2 separate regions of the Zea mays genome follow, and region 1 is linked to region 2. Evidence: chromatin contacts called from public Hi-C data. All regions are on one chromosome and are shown on one strand. The core of a region is the stretch at or near the end of the contact, and the rest is flanking DNA. Distances in the headings are between cores, read along the strand shown.

Evidence for each region. Hi-C and Micro-C count contacts between places; a contact is called where the count stands out from the background.
Region 1: a Hi-C map of leaf shows a contact between it and region 2, with 4 times the contacts expected there. The contact joins the promoter of LOC100383529 here to the enhancer-like site in region 2. A contact is called at or near these places in 3 of 25 Hi-C or Micro-C datasets (ear, leaf and tassel).

Annotation. Positions count from the first base shown.
Region 1 is chr7:174,064,095-174,070,310 of Zm-B73-REFERENCE-NAM-5.0, reverse strand. It overlaps LOC100383529 (Acidic leucine-rich nuclear phosphoprotein 32-related protein), which reads right to left and starts at 1,574. Exons shown (of 2, transcript NM_001176177.1): 1 at 303-1,574. The coding sequence starts at 1,496.
Region 2 is chr7:173,979,515-173,986,268 of Zm-B73-REFERENCE-NAM-5.0, reverse strand. No RefSeq gene overlaps it. Among protein-coding and RNA genes, the nearest start is that of LOC103633411, 40 kb to the right of the region's middle. Within about 2 kb of position 5,143, at least 14 of the 20 cell types and tissues checked have an H3K27ac peak or open chromatin away from gene starts, as enhancers often do. A contact at or near this core is called in ear, leaf and tassel, where this site is marked.

The DNA of each region.
Region 1 (6,216 bases), core at 325-2,824, 88 kb before region 2:
AAATTATTAAACCGCAGGAAAATATGCTATAGATGTGTTCAGCAACCGCCACGGTGCTCTACAGCTCTCCCGGATGATCCTAGGCAGCTCACTAGCAGATACAAGAGCAACACCGTGACAAATTAATTTCGCTAAGAGCCAACTTTCACAATACTATACTAAAAAAACAAAATGCATGTTATGTCATCTGCAGTGATATAAACAAATAGATAACCGTAAAAAGATTAACAACTGAGTAAACAGGAAATTGCAATAAATGGAAAAGCACTTGAAACGCCTGCAAGAAAATCAATGTGATATACCTCATCATCCGCATCTGCGTCGTCTTCGTCGTCATCATTCCCCACCTCCAATCCCTCCTCATCCTCTTCACCAATCTCACCATTTTCATCCTCATCGTCCCCTTCTCCATGTTCATGCCCATCTATCTCTTCTCCTTCATCCTCGCCTGTCATCATGGCAACCCTACCACTGCTCTGTGGCTCCGCCTCTTCACCTTCATCCTCAACCTCCTCCTCTTCTTCATCATCTTCGTCCTCATCCTCTTCTTCCTCATCCTCCTCCACGCCATCTTCCTCCTCGTCACTACTTGGTACATCATGCACCTCCACAACAGCATCCTCGTCATCAACATCCTCATCAATCTCCTCCCCCAAATCCTCCTCCTCAAAGTCATCGTCGTCGTCGTCATCTTCCTCCACGTCCTCATCCTCCTCGCCACGGGCTTCGCCAGCAGCCGCGACACGAAACCCGTTTGCGCCATGGCTGTGCTCGACACCACCGTTCGGGATGACCTCGTCAGCGTCGCTCTCCTCCTCGTCCACATCGATCACCCCATTCACCTCCACCGGGTGCGAGGGCACGCCCGCGCGCGCATGGGCGACGCCGCCGTTCGCTACCTCGCCGCTCCCAGGGTCTTCCTCGTCTTCTTCATCTTCGTCATCATCGTCGCCATCGCCCTCGCCATCGCCCTCGCCGTCGTCATCGTCGTCATCGGACTCGGGGCGCTCGTTCTCGTCGGCATCCATCTTGTCCAGGTATTTGAGCGTCCGGATCATCTCGAAGACCCTGGATCTGTAGTCCTTGACACGGGTAACGGGGCACTCGTAGAGGTCGAGCGAGACGAGGCGCAGGTCGGCGAGTGGCGCGAGGTCGTCAACGTCCTGGATGCGGTTGTTGCTGAGGTCGAGGTCCCGCAGCGAGGACAGGCCAGCGGCGACGAGGTGGTCGAGACCGCCGGCGATGCGGTTGTCGGAGAGGGTGAGCCGCGTGAGGTTCCGCAGCCGCGGGAAACCCTCGAGCGACGTGACCCCGACGCCAGCGATCGAAAGGTGCTCCAGGCTCTGGTGCCGCTCCAGTATCTCTGCCGCCGGCAGCCGCCCGTGCGTGCACTTGACGGCGCCGTCAAGCGTCAGGCTCCGCGCCGGCGACGAGCTCCCCTCGCCGCCGGCGTGCAGCGCCGCCTCCACCGCCCGCTCCCATGCCTCGTCCACCATCTCTTCTTCCCCCTTCTGCCAGTAATAAATTATTAATTGTTTTTTTTCCACGGAAGTGTTTGGATGCGAGGGGATTTGAAATACAGAGTGATCTTATACGGGGTGGGTGTTTTCCTCGCCATTGGGGGAAGAGGGGAGCGGTTCACGGGGCGCGCCCTGGACCAGGCGCAGGGAGGTTGGCTAGTGGGTCTCGCGCGCGGCCAATGCGAGTGCTCGGATCGAGAGGCGCGGATCGCTGACGTGGCGGTATCCGAGGGGCGTGTGTTTCTTTTGAGAGGGGGTGGGTGGAGAGCGGGCCGGAGAGCGGGAGAGACGTGGTGGGCTGGATGATGCCAAAAGCATCTTTTTCTCCTGCCTTGTTTTTCTTTTTTTTTCGTCTCTGTTTTTTTAGCACGAGATATTATTAGTTAATTGCTGGGCCCAGGCGTACCTCGGGTTTGGGTATTGGACATCACTGACAGAGCTGGCCAAGATATATGGGCCCACAGTGGAAGTGGCTTGATAGCAAACAGTTCAGAAATAGACAGCTCTGAGCCGAGTACCGTGCGATTACATCGAGGCAGCGTAGGCCGTCGGATTGGTGTGGACTTGCGTCTAGTTTCTTCTGCCTACCCTTTACCCGGTGCGGTGGAGTAGAGGGCCGCGCAGACTGGCAGTGGGGCCCCCGGAGGGCGGCTGGCCCTGACAGTTTGGCACTAGTTGATGTGGATCCGGCTCAGCGTTGGACTGGTCTGCAGTGGCGACGGTTTGGGGAACACGGCACGTCCCGGGTTGAGAGTTGAGAGTTGAGAGGATCTTTGCAGGGGTGTTATAAAATATTATATTTGTGATCAATTCAAGGGGTGCGACAGATGATTCTTAAGGATACATTTTTTGACAATGTACTCCTTCATATATATATAAATATAATCTCTGTTGTAATAAAGGAAAAACTGTCATTTGCACTATTCTCTCGAATCTCGTTTTCACTGAACTGTAATACGTTATCAGCACTGCTCGTGATAACAGAGAGAAGTTGCGGTTGGAGGGAAGAACAGAAGGGGAAGAACACTCGCTGTTTTTGACAAGATTGGAGGGCTCGGCCTCTAGAACGACAGGAATGTATGGAATCTATCGTTCCTCTTTGCGCTCGGCCTCTAGTACTTTGTTGTGTCGCAGGTTACCAAGATAATTAGAGACGAGGGGGCAGGTTGTTGTGCTTGCAAGTATCTGTTGCAGATGTTGTTCATGCCTAATGTTGATGCCCCTTTTTTCATACTGTTGTGTTTGGATGGTGTACCACCACTGTTTTACAACAGTTTGGCCCTTGGAATTGCTACTGCTAAAACTTCGTTCCTCTGAGAAGACCTTTTGTTTTTGCATTCCCAACCGAGACAGCGAAGTACTTGTATTATTACATTGTGTTTGTAACATATGTATTTGGTGTAGGAAAATAAAGAAACTGCATTGCCCGTTCTTGTTCCATCCGTATTTCATTATTTGTTGAGGACCTGCTTGCGATCTTTCTCAATTTTGGTGTCTTTTTTACTGTTGTATCTCACACGGTTGAATCACGAAGGCCCAATCTTTGAAACGTCTGTCACATGTTTAAATGTTTGAAAATTTAATGGTTCTATGCATTCATAATTGGTATAAATCTTAGGGTTGGGAATCAGATACGTTCTATATACGTAGCCAAATCAGCTTTTGTTACAAGAAAAATACAATACAATATCGCTACTGCGCTTCAGATGCTTGAAAAAGTATTAGGGTTTCAAGTGACTCGCTTGTGCTCCATGAAGTTAGAAAATTGCCAATCTACCTTGTTTGGTTTGTTTGGAATTGCTGAAAACGCACCATTGTATTAGGTTTGTTCTTTTCAACTGCTAGTGAGGTTTTAGGCATTGTGTCATTAAAGGTATTTAGTATGAGCTGCAGACACCGTACTTGAGCACCAACTGGGCAATACAAAGTCGTCAGACGCAATCATGCATGTCATCCACCTCTGCATGAGCTACAGACTCGTGAACTACAAGCCTTAATCACAGTCACACCTACAGTCCAAAATAAATGCTCAACCAACCAACCCACACTGCTCCTACGTCGTGCTATATCAATGCATTGGACCATTTTACAATTTAGTTTTAAATATTTTCTAATGATAAAAGGTTTTGATGGAGCCAGTCGTATTGAACCGTGAAAGAGTTGCATTGGACAAGAAAAAAGGATGGCTATGTAAGTTATATTATAAACAATAGTTAACACAAGATTTTGCTATCAAATTTATGAATGTTATTTAGTCGCATGTTTAATATAGCTTCAAGTTGTTCGACGACTATAGCGATACATATTTTTATGGGCTACAACGGAAGTATAGTATTGTCGCTCGAGTTGAAGTTAAATTCCCGATGGAACCACGTTATCGTGACAGGCAACATTACATTTTGTGTGACATCAATGCAAGACTCATACAAGCGCGGAATAGTGTGCTGATGGGGCACAAGGGTAACACATGCTCAGGTCTTAACTTGTTTAGCTTCCGAGCAAACTTTCTCCATACCTCCAAGAAACTATAAGATTCGATCAGATATGTGTCGATGCTCATCTCAGCGTACTCCCGTTGCAACGCACGGACACACACCTAGTAAAATATTATATTTGTGATCAATTCAAGGGGTGCGACAGATGATTCTCAAGGGATACATCTTTTGAGAATGCACTCCTTCATATGTATATAAATATAATCTCTGTTGTAATAAAGGAACAACTGTTATTTGCACTATTCTCTCGAATCTCGTTTTCACTGAACTGTAATACGTTATCAGCACTGCTCGTGAGAACTGAGAGAAGTTGCGGTTGGAGGGAAGAACAGAAGGGGAAGAACACTCGCTGTTTTTGACAAGATTGGAGGGCTCGGCCTCTAGAACAACAGGAATGTATGGAATCTATCATTCCTCTTTGCGTTCGTCGTTTGAGTGAAGAACTTAAGGGGTGTTTGGTTTGATAAATCACTCCATCCAAAATGAGATGGTGCATCATGGGTCCATTCCAAATTTGGTGGGATGACCACATTCCCCATATTAGTACTAACTAACTATGAGTGATGAGGTGGTGATGGATCAAATCATTCCATTCCACAAACCAAACAAAAAAATAAGGAGTGGGAAAATAATGGACTAGCTTATTCCTCAAACCAAACACATAGTTAGTGACGTCGATGACGTTGTCCGACGACGATCGGCCATGGCGGTTCGCACCTGCTCGGGAGCGGTCGTAACTACATGGGCGCGCTCGCCGGCATGAGCGTGACCCGGCGCAGGCGCTCGGCCCCGGACCGGGCGCGCGTCCCTGGCCACAGGCACTCGGCCCAGCGTGGCGTGCGGCACGAGTGCACGGCCTCGACCACGGGCGCTCGGATCCTCTGCGCGAGTGAGCGCGACCCGGCCACGCGGGCCGTCGGCGCGGATTCGACAACGGCGGGCGTGGCCGGCCTCGGCCTCGGCCACCCAACGGCGCGGGCACACGGCACCAGCCACGGGCGCGGCCCTGGCGGCGGCACTGAAAGTCGTCTAGAGGGAGGGTGAATAGGCGAAACCTGAAATTTATAAACTTTAAACACACACTAAGGCTGGGGTTAGCGTTCGAATTAAATGGGAGTGTGGAAGATTGTTTCTCTTGCTAGGAGTTGCTCAAATTGATGGGTATAACTTTGGAAGCAAACTCAAATCAATATTAGTAAGGAAACCTTAGAGAGAGGAAATAGGGAAAACAAATCAATCAAGAACAACAAGTGAACACGGTGATTTGTTTTACCGAGGTTTGGTTCCAAAGAACCTAGTCTCCGCTGAGGAGGCCACAAAGGTCGGGTCTATTCCAACCATTTCTCTCTCTCAATCGGTCACACAGACCAGCCGAGGCTTCTTCTTAATCACTTGGGTCACTAAGACCCCGCAAGGATCACCACACACTTAGGTGTCTCTTGCTAGCTTTACAAAGCACTTAGAGAATTAAGAATAGAAAGGAGAAAGCAATCCAAGCAACAAGAGCAACAAAAAGAACACAAAACAACCTCTTCTCAAGTCACCAATGAATTGAGTTGATTTTGAGACCTGGAGAAGATTTGATTTTTTGAATGTGTCTTGGAGTGAATGCTATTGCTCTTGTATTGAATATGAACTTCAGAAAACTTGGATGCCATTGAAAGAGGTGGTTGGGGGTGTTTATAGCCTCCAACTACTTCCTAGTCGTTGGCTGTTTTTGCTATCGATGGGCACACCGGACAGTCCAGTGGAGCACTGAATAGGGCATTGTTCACTCTCTGGTGCGTGCCACATCAACACATCGTTGGGGTTTGGAGCGGTTGACTGTTGGAGTCCTTTGTTCTATAGTTGCACCGGACAATCCGGTGCCTCTGACTTCTGACGCACACTGTTCACTTTGGTAGTCGACCATTGGTGTCAGGTTACCATTGCTCCGCTGGCTCACCGGACATGTTCGTGCACACCGGACATGTCCGGTGATTTATAGTGGAGCGCACCCTAGGAAAACCCGAGAGTGGCCAGTTCGAGTGGAGCTCGGTCTAGGGCACCGGACACTGTCTGGTGCGCCACTTGCAGCACACTCTCAAGTTGTTGCTCCAATCTTTGTTGAGTCCCCAACTTCATTTCTTTCTTGGTTTGTGTTTGAACCTTGTGCACCTGAGATAAAAGATATCTAGGCAAACTAATTAGTCCATGTGGTT
Region 2 (6,754 bases), core at 3,894-6,393:
CGGGTAATACAAACTTTCTTGTGGTCTTCCACAAGATTTGGAGACTCACAAGAGCACATAGTCGTCTAGGAGCTAGAAGCTCCAAGAGTAATGAATCCACAAAGAACTCGATGTAGTGCCAAAGCTCGAATCAAGAAGAACAAGAAGGATTTAGAGATGAAGCATAAAAATCATAGCCCTCAATCTCACTCAAATATTTCTCTCCAAAGATTTGAAATGGGAGAGGCAAGAGGTGTATGAGAGAGAGTGGGAGGTGTTTCTTAGGTTAGGAATGGAGTTTGAGTCGTGCTCTCTTGTAGTGGAGAGAGGTAGGAGTGAGTATATATAGGTGGGGCACCAAAACTAGCCGTTTTTTACTTTTCTGCTCAAAAACAGACTGAGACGGTTTAAAAACTAGCTGAACCGATTTCCAACAGACTGAATTCCGGTTCAGTGGTCGACTAAGTAGGTGGGTGTACCAGAGCCAAAACTGGCTGAGCTGGTTTTCACAAAACTGCACACATACTTGTGTAGAAAGGTGGACCAGGGCCAAAACGAGCTGAGCTGGTCCAAAAACGAGTTGAGCTAGTATTTGAATACCAGCTAAACCAACCTGAAAACCAGCTGAACCAGTATTTTACAGAGAGCAATTTTGGCCAAGATAAACTTAAAAAGGTTGTACTACATACTTTCACTAAGGATTAACAAGGGTAAAATAGAAGTTTTGCATCAAGGATTTTGAGCTTTAGTACCAACACCAACCTTCTTTTTGGATCCCCCTTGATAGTACGACGATTCCTATACTCAAGTTAAATAAAATATAATTAAGTAAACTCCTTGAGTCATTGGTGTCTCATGTGTGATTTCTCCATGGCGTTGCTTCATAAAGATCACAAACATCTTCGTCTCACCTTTTGAAGCAAACACAAGTCAAGCCTGTGACTTGAACCATTTCACCATATATGAGCTCAACTCATGGCTTCAAGTCACATTACCAATGCATCAACACAATATAACTCTTTATAGTTGATTAGTTCATCGACTTAGTGCAAGTACTCTCTTCTTCACCTTAGCAATGGTACCTCAATCCACAAGCCGTCGTTTGGCCTTCACCTTCGGTTAGTTCCTCGAAGCCCTATCCTTGCTATCTTCACCCTATCAAGCCATTCTTGAGTCACATCATATTGAGCTTCCATTAAGAGAATCATTTCTTCGATATTGTGAACCTTGCTTGAATGTCATCTAGATATAAATGCTAAGATCAATCAAGCTCTAGTTTGATTCTCATAGAAGCATATGTGGACTAATAGTAATATGGTCAAGTCAATTCACGATTCCACATATCTTATTCACTTGGGCTTGACGAGTCCTCTTAATCACTTCAACCTCTATTCTGATCATATTTATGCATAGTGATTTCTTAGGTCTTGTCCATATATTCAAACCAATATAGAAACCATATTATATCTGTTTGCATTGTCTCACTCATTATTTAACCTTGTGTTGAACCTTTGTTCGTTGATCATTATACACTATTTAAGTATGTTCATCATACTGAATTTCCTGTTCAACACTTAGCAAACTTGTTAGACCTTTAAATGTGTTGTTATCCAAATCACCAAAACCCACAAAAGGGATGAATGCACTTTCAATGTCGTTGCAGCTACCTGGCATTTCAAAATATGCATGCCAAATCCAAAGGTCATACGACGCAACTGCTTCAATGATCATGGATGGATATTTACCGCGACCTGTAAAAATTCCCTTTCATGCACTTGGGCAGTTACGCCACTCCCAATGCATACAATCGACACTACCAAGCATACCAGGGAACCCTCATGACTCTCCAACTTGGAGGAGGCGTGCGATATCTACCGCATTAGGTGCATGGAGATAGTAAGCCCCAAATCCAGTTTGGATGGCCATGCAAAAGTGTTTCAATGCCTCATGAGCGGTAGATTCACCAATGCGTACGTATTCGTTGACGACATCAGCAGGAATACCATAAGCAAGGATACGAACAACAGCAACAACTTTCTGCAGAGCAGATAGACCTATCTCACCGGCACAGTTTGGGCACTGAATAAAGTAAGGATCGACTTGTTGCACAACATCAACAAGGCGCTTAAACACATGGCGACGCATGTGGAACCTACCATATAATAAATGTGTGCCACTGTCAGGCTCGATCAAGTTAAGTACATGTAACAATGAATGTGCGTAAGAAGTATATGAAATAACTCCTACGGAATTGAGCATCCGTGTACACGGGTTGGGTGCCGAAGTAGTCCGCTTAGATTCTTGCATCGTCGCTCATGTGGTCACGATGAATCCGAACACGCCTAGGAATGGAACCACTGTGACGACGCTCGTTGCATGCACGACGCCTTCTAAGATGCAGGTATGTCGCCATCTCCAACTCTTCTTCTTCCTCTTCCATTTCTTGCATCATCCTAAGAAGAACATTGGATTCTAAGTACGGGTTGTGGAGCTCTGTAAGTGAAGTGGGAGTGAAGTGTTGAAACATGAGTGCTTATTTGTAGAATGAATAGGCTTCGGGGACAAGGCATCGTGGTGGCGTGCAGACGAAGCTAGTCGATGGCTTGTTGAATAAGTGTCGTGGCTTACGGTGCAAGCTAGTATATCTGGAAACATATTTTTAAACCTATAAAAACTATATGGCGTTCCGACAACAATTACACAAAATATCACATCGAGTGGTAAATAATAGTTACAATTCGAAATTATTAATCACGCATTATTTCATAACATATTAATTGCAAATTAATTAAATATACTATTTTTGCGCATCCATTTTATTGCGTGGAATGGAAACAAAACAAACAAAAAAACTAAATAAATGGAAAAGTATGATGTAAAGGATAGAGAATATTTTTTAAGGACAGAATTTAGGGGACGTTACTGGATACAGCCTTATACTTCCTTAGTCATGTAAGAACTAATATTTTAGTCATCTTTGTCAAATAATTTAAGTTTACTAAATTCATGTACAGAGCTATAATGTTTACATACCGAATAAGTATTAATAGAATTATTACGGTTTTTATTTTTGTATTATATCTACCGGGAACGTGTAATGTGTAGAACCCCTACACTAAAAGACTCGAAGTCGTGGCCAGAATGTGTGTCGCAACCATCGAATAGACATGAGCATGAGTCACTTCTCGCTCGAAAATCCTGACATGACCCGACTCAATCAATATAACAGGCTAGTATGAGTTATACTTTTTGACCCGCAACAATTCACGAATCAGGCACAGACCATATATTTTAACTCAAAATTGACTCAACCCGAAAAAATTCAACCCAAAGTAAAAAAAACCCAACTCAACACATCCAACAGGGAGTTACGAACCAACCCAACACTAAACACGGGTCGGGTTTAGGGTCGTGCCAAACAACACGACCCAACCTTGACTCGACCCAAACCTGATCCAACGTTTGAACAGATCTATCATTGTTATTTTACTTTAATTACATTGTTTTTAATTTTTTTAAATCTATATTTTATGAGTGATTTGTGATGTTCACGTAATATAAATACGATGTTCTATAATATATTTTGTGATGTTTATATAGTATAAAAGAGATGTTGAGTGATTATCTTTAGGTACTCATATAATAGTGATATTATGATATTTTATACATGTTTTATGTTTATTCAAGTAGCCACAATAGGTTTACTCATGCGTTACTCATATATGATGCACTCTTTTTTTCTTCTATTATGTGGGTTTTTCTTGTTATTTTCCGTATGTTTTTTTTCAACTTTTACGTTTTTATTTTATTTTGTGTTTATATTTCATAAGAAGTTCCATGATATATTTTTTGTATACGACATTGCTCTTGTGGGAGTGAACTATTTTTTGAAATTAAATGGTACAATATTAGCATTTTAACTATTTTCACAACTTGCATAGAGCATTTATGTTATTTAGTGGTGGGGAATAACTTTGTTATGCAATGGGGTGCTTTGACATCTTGTCATCTTCATATGTAAAGAATTCTTGCTGCGAAAATATAGAGAAAAAAGTCTGATCTTTGAATAGGTAAAATAATGGATTTAAAGTACCCAAATCAATTGGGTTATCGAGAAAGCCTTCTTTGAAAGATATGTCTCATGTCTTGTATTGCATTATTCCACTTAGCAACAAGTCTGAGTTAGTCTCTTGCAACTCTTCTTTTTTATCATAAACACTCGGTCTGTTCCAAAATAGTATTAGTTTTAGTTCTAGATTTTTATGTTTATATTCAAATAGATGGTAATGAATTTAGACACATATATAAAATACATATATCAAATATTATATGAATTTAATAATTATCTAAAACGAATTTCGATTTCAATCGAAGAGAGTCTACTAGAAATAGTTTAAATAAATAGTAGTCTTTGACAACTCAACCTCTTTAATCTACTTGGATCCACTTTAATACCAATAGGAAAATCTTGAGTCATATTCGACATAGATGTCCTTATAATTAAACAGACTGTTCCAAGAACGTCATATACGAGTAGCCCAAATTATACTATTGAAAATGGGTTTCTCTAGTAGATTTAGTTTTACCATTCCTTGAAACTCTATGTCTTTCCATATAGCACCCCCAATAAAAAAAAGAACAATATCTGGTTTTAAAACATTCTATCAGATTCCTCGATTTAGACCTAGGGATAAAAACAAATACTTATTGGATATCAATTTTTTGGTTTTTTATTTGATTATAAAATAGATTCTGCTATACAAATTCGTTTACTTGTTTTTAGCACTGAGTTTGGATAGTTTGTCTTTTTGTTGTTGTAGTGAGCAAATAATGTATAAAACAATTTATTCAATATTTTATTCTTGTTTGTAACATAAGAAAAGGTCATCACCAAATTCCATACATATATTTTTAAATATTTAATTTATTCTAACAGACCGATTATTATCTACCCGATTGCATGCATTCATCACGTTTTGCTCCTATTTTTGTTTTATTTCTTTTCTCTATGCATTCGTCACGTTTGTTTGTTTGTTTGTTTTGAGAAGGATATGCATTCATCGATGTCAACGCGCGGCTGCATGCATGCCGACGGAACCGGTGTGGACGGGAGCGGAGGAAAGCCCACGCGAGCGCGGCCCATGTGAACGTCAGCGGAGGTAACGGGAGCGCGTGCAGAGGGGGCCGGCTGGGCCATGCGAACAGGAGCGGAGCCGATCGCGTACCGAACAGGTCGGCGAAACCCCGAAATCCAAATTTTGTTTCGAAATTTTGGGTAACAACTTATGAAACCCGAACTTAATTTGAGTAATTCGGATATCATAATCGAATACCCGAAATATCTAAACTTTCATATGTCATATACTCATATTATTATTAATTATTATTTTATGTATCTTATCGGGACCATAATTAGGTGTACCCTCATGACTCCTAATTCTCAGCTGGTAACCCCATCAGCACAAAGCTGCAAAGGTCTGATGGGTGCGACTAAGTCAGAGATCGGTCCATTCGAGGGACTCGGTCACGCCTCGCCCGAGCCTAGCCTCGGGCAAGGGCAGCCGACCCCGGAGGATTTCCGTCTCGCCTGAGGCCCCCCTCCAGCGACGAACATACTTTCGGCTCGCCCGAGGCCTAGTCTTCGCCAAGAAGCAACCCTGGCCAAAACGCCACGCCAACCGACCAAATCGCAGGGGCATTTAATGTAAAGGTGACCTGACACCTTTATCCTGACGCACGACCTCCAGTCGACAGAGCCGAAGTGACCGCAGTCACTTCGCCGCTCCACTAACCGGCCTGACAGAAGGACAGCGCCGCCTGCGCCGCTCCGACTGCTGTGCCACTCGACAGAGTGAGGCTGACAGGCAGTCAGGCCCGGCCTCAGGCACCATAGGAAACTCCGCTTCGCCCGACCCAGGGCTCGGACTCGGGCTCAGCCCCGGAAGACGACGAACTCCGCTCCGCCCGACCCAGGGCTCGGACTCGGGCTCAGCCCCAGAAGACGGCGAACTCCGCTCCGCCCGACCCAGGGCTCGGACTCAGGCTCAGCCCCGGAAGACGACGAACTCCGCTTCGCCCGACCCAGGGCTCGGACTCGGGCTCAGCCCCGGAAGACGACGAACTCCGCTTCGCCCGACCATAGAGCTCGGACTCAGCCCTGGCCTCCGCCGACGGTCTCCGCCTCGCCCGACCCAGGGGCTCGGACTCGACCTTGGCCTCGGAAGACAGACTCGACCTCGACCTCGGAGGAGCCTCCACATCGCCCAACCTAGGGCACGGACCGACCACGTCAACAGGAGGCGCCATCATTACCCTACCCCAAGCTGACTCAGGCTACGGGGAACAAGACCAGCGTCCCATCTGGCTCGCTGCGCCAGACAAGTAATGATGGCGCCCCACACGCTCTATGACGACAGCGGCTCCCAGCCCCCTTACGGAAGCAAGAGGACGTCAACAAGGACTCGACAGCCCCGACAGCTGTCCTTCCGCCAGGCTCCAGCGCTCCTCCGACGGCCACGACACCACACGAACCGGGTGCCAAAACCTCTCCGGCTGCCACGATGGCATGTACTTAGGGCACTAGCTCTCCTCCGCTAGACACGTTAGCACTCTGCTACACCCCCCATTGTACACCTGGATCCTCTCCTTACGCCTATAAAAGGAAGGACCAGGGCCCTCTTACAGAGGGTTGGCCGCGCGGGGAAGAGGACGGGACAGGCGCCCGCGTGAGGCCGCTCGCTCCCCTCCCGCGTGGACGCTTGTAACCCCCTACTGC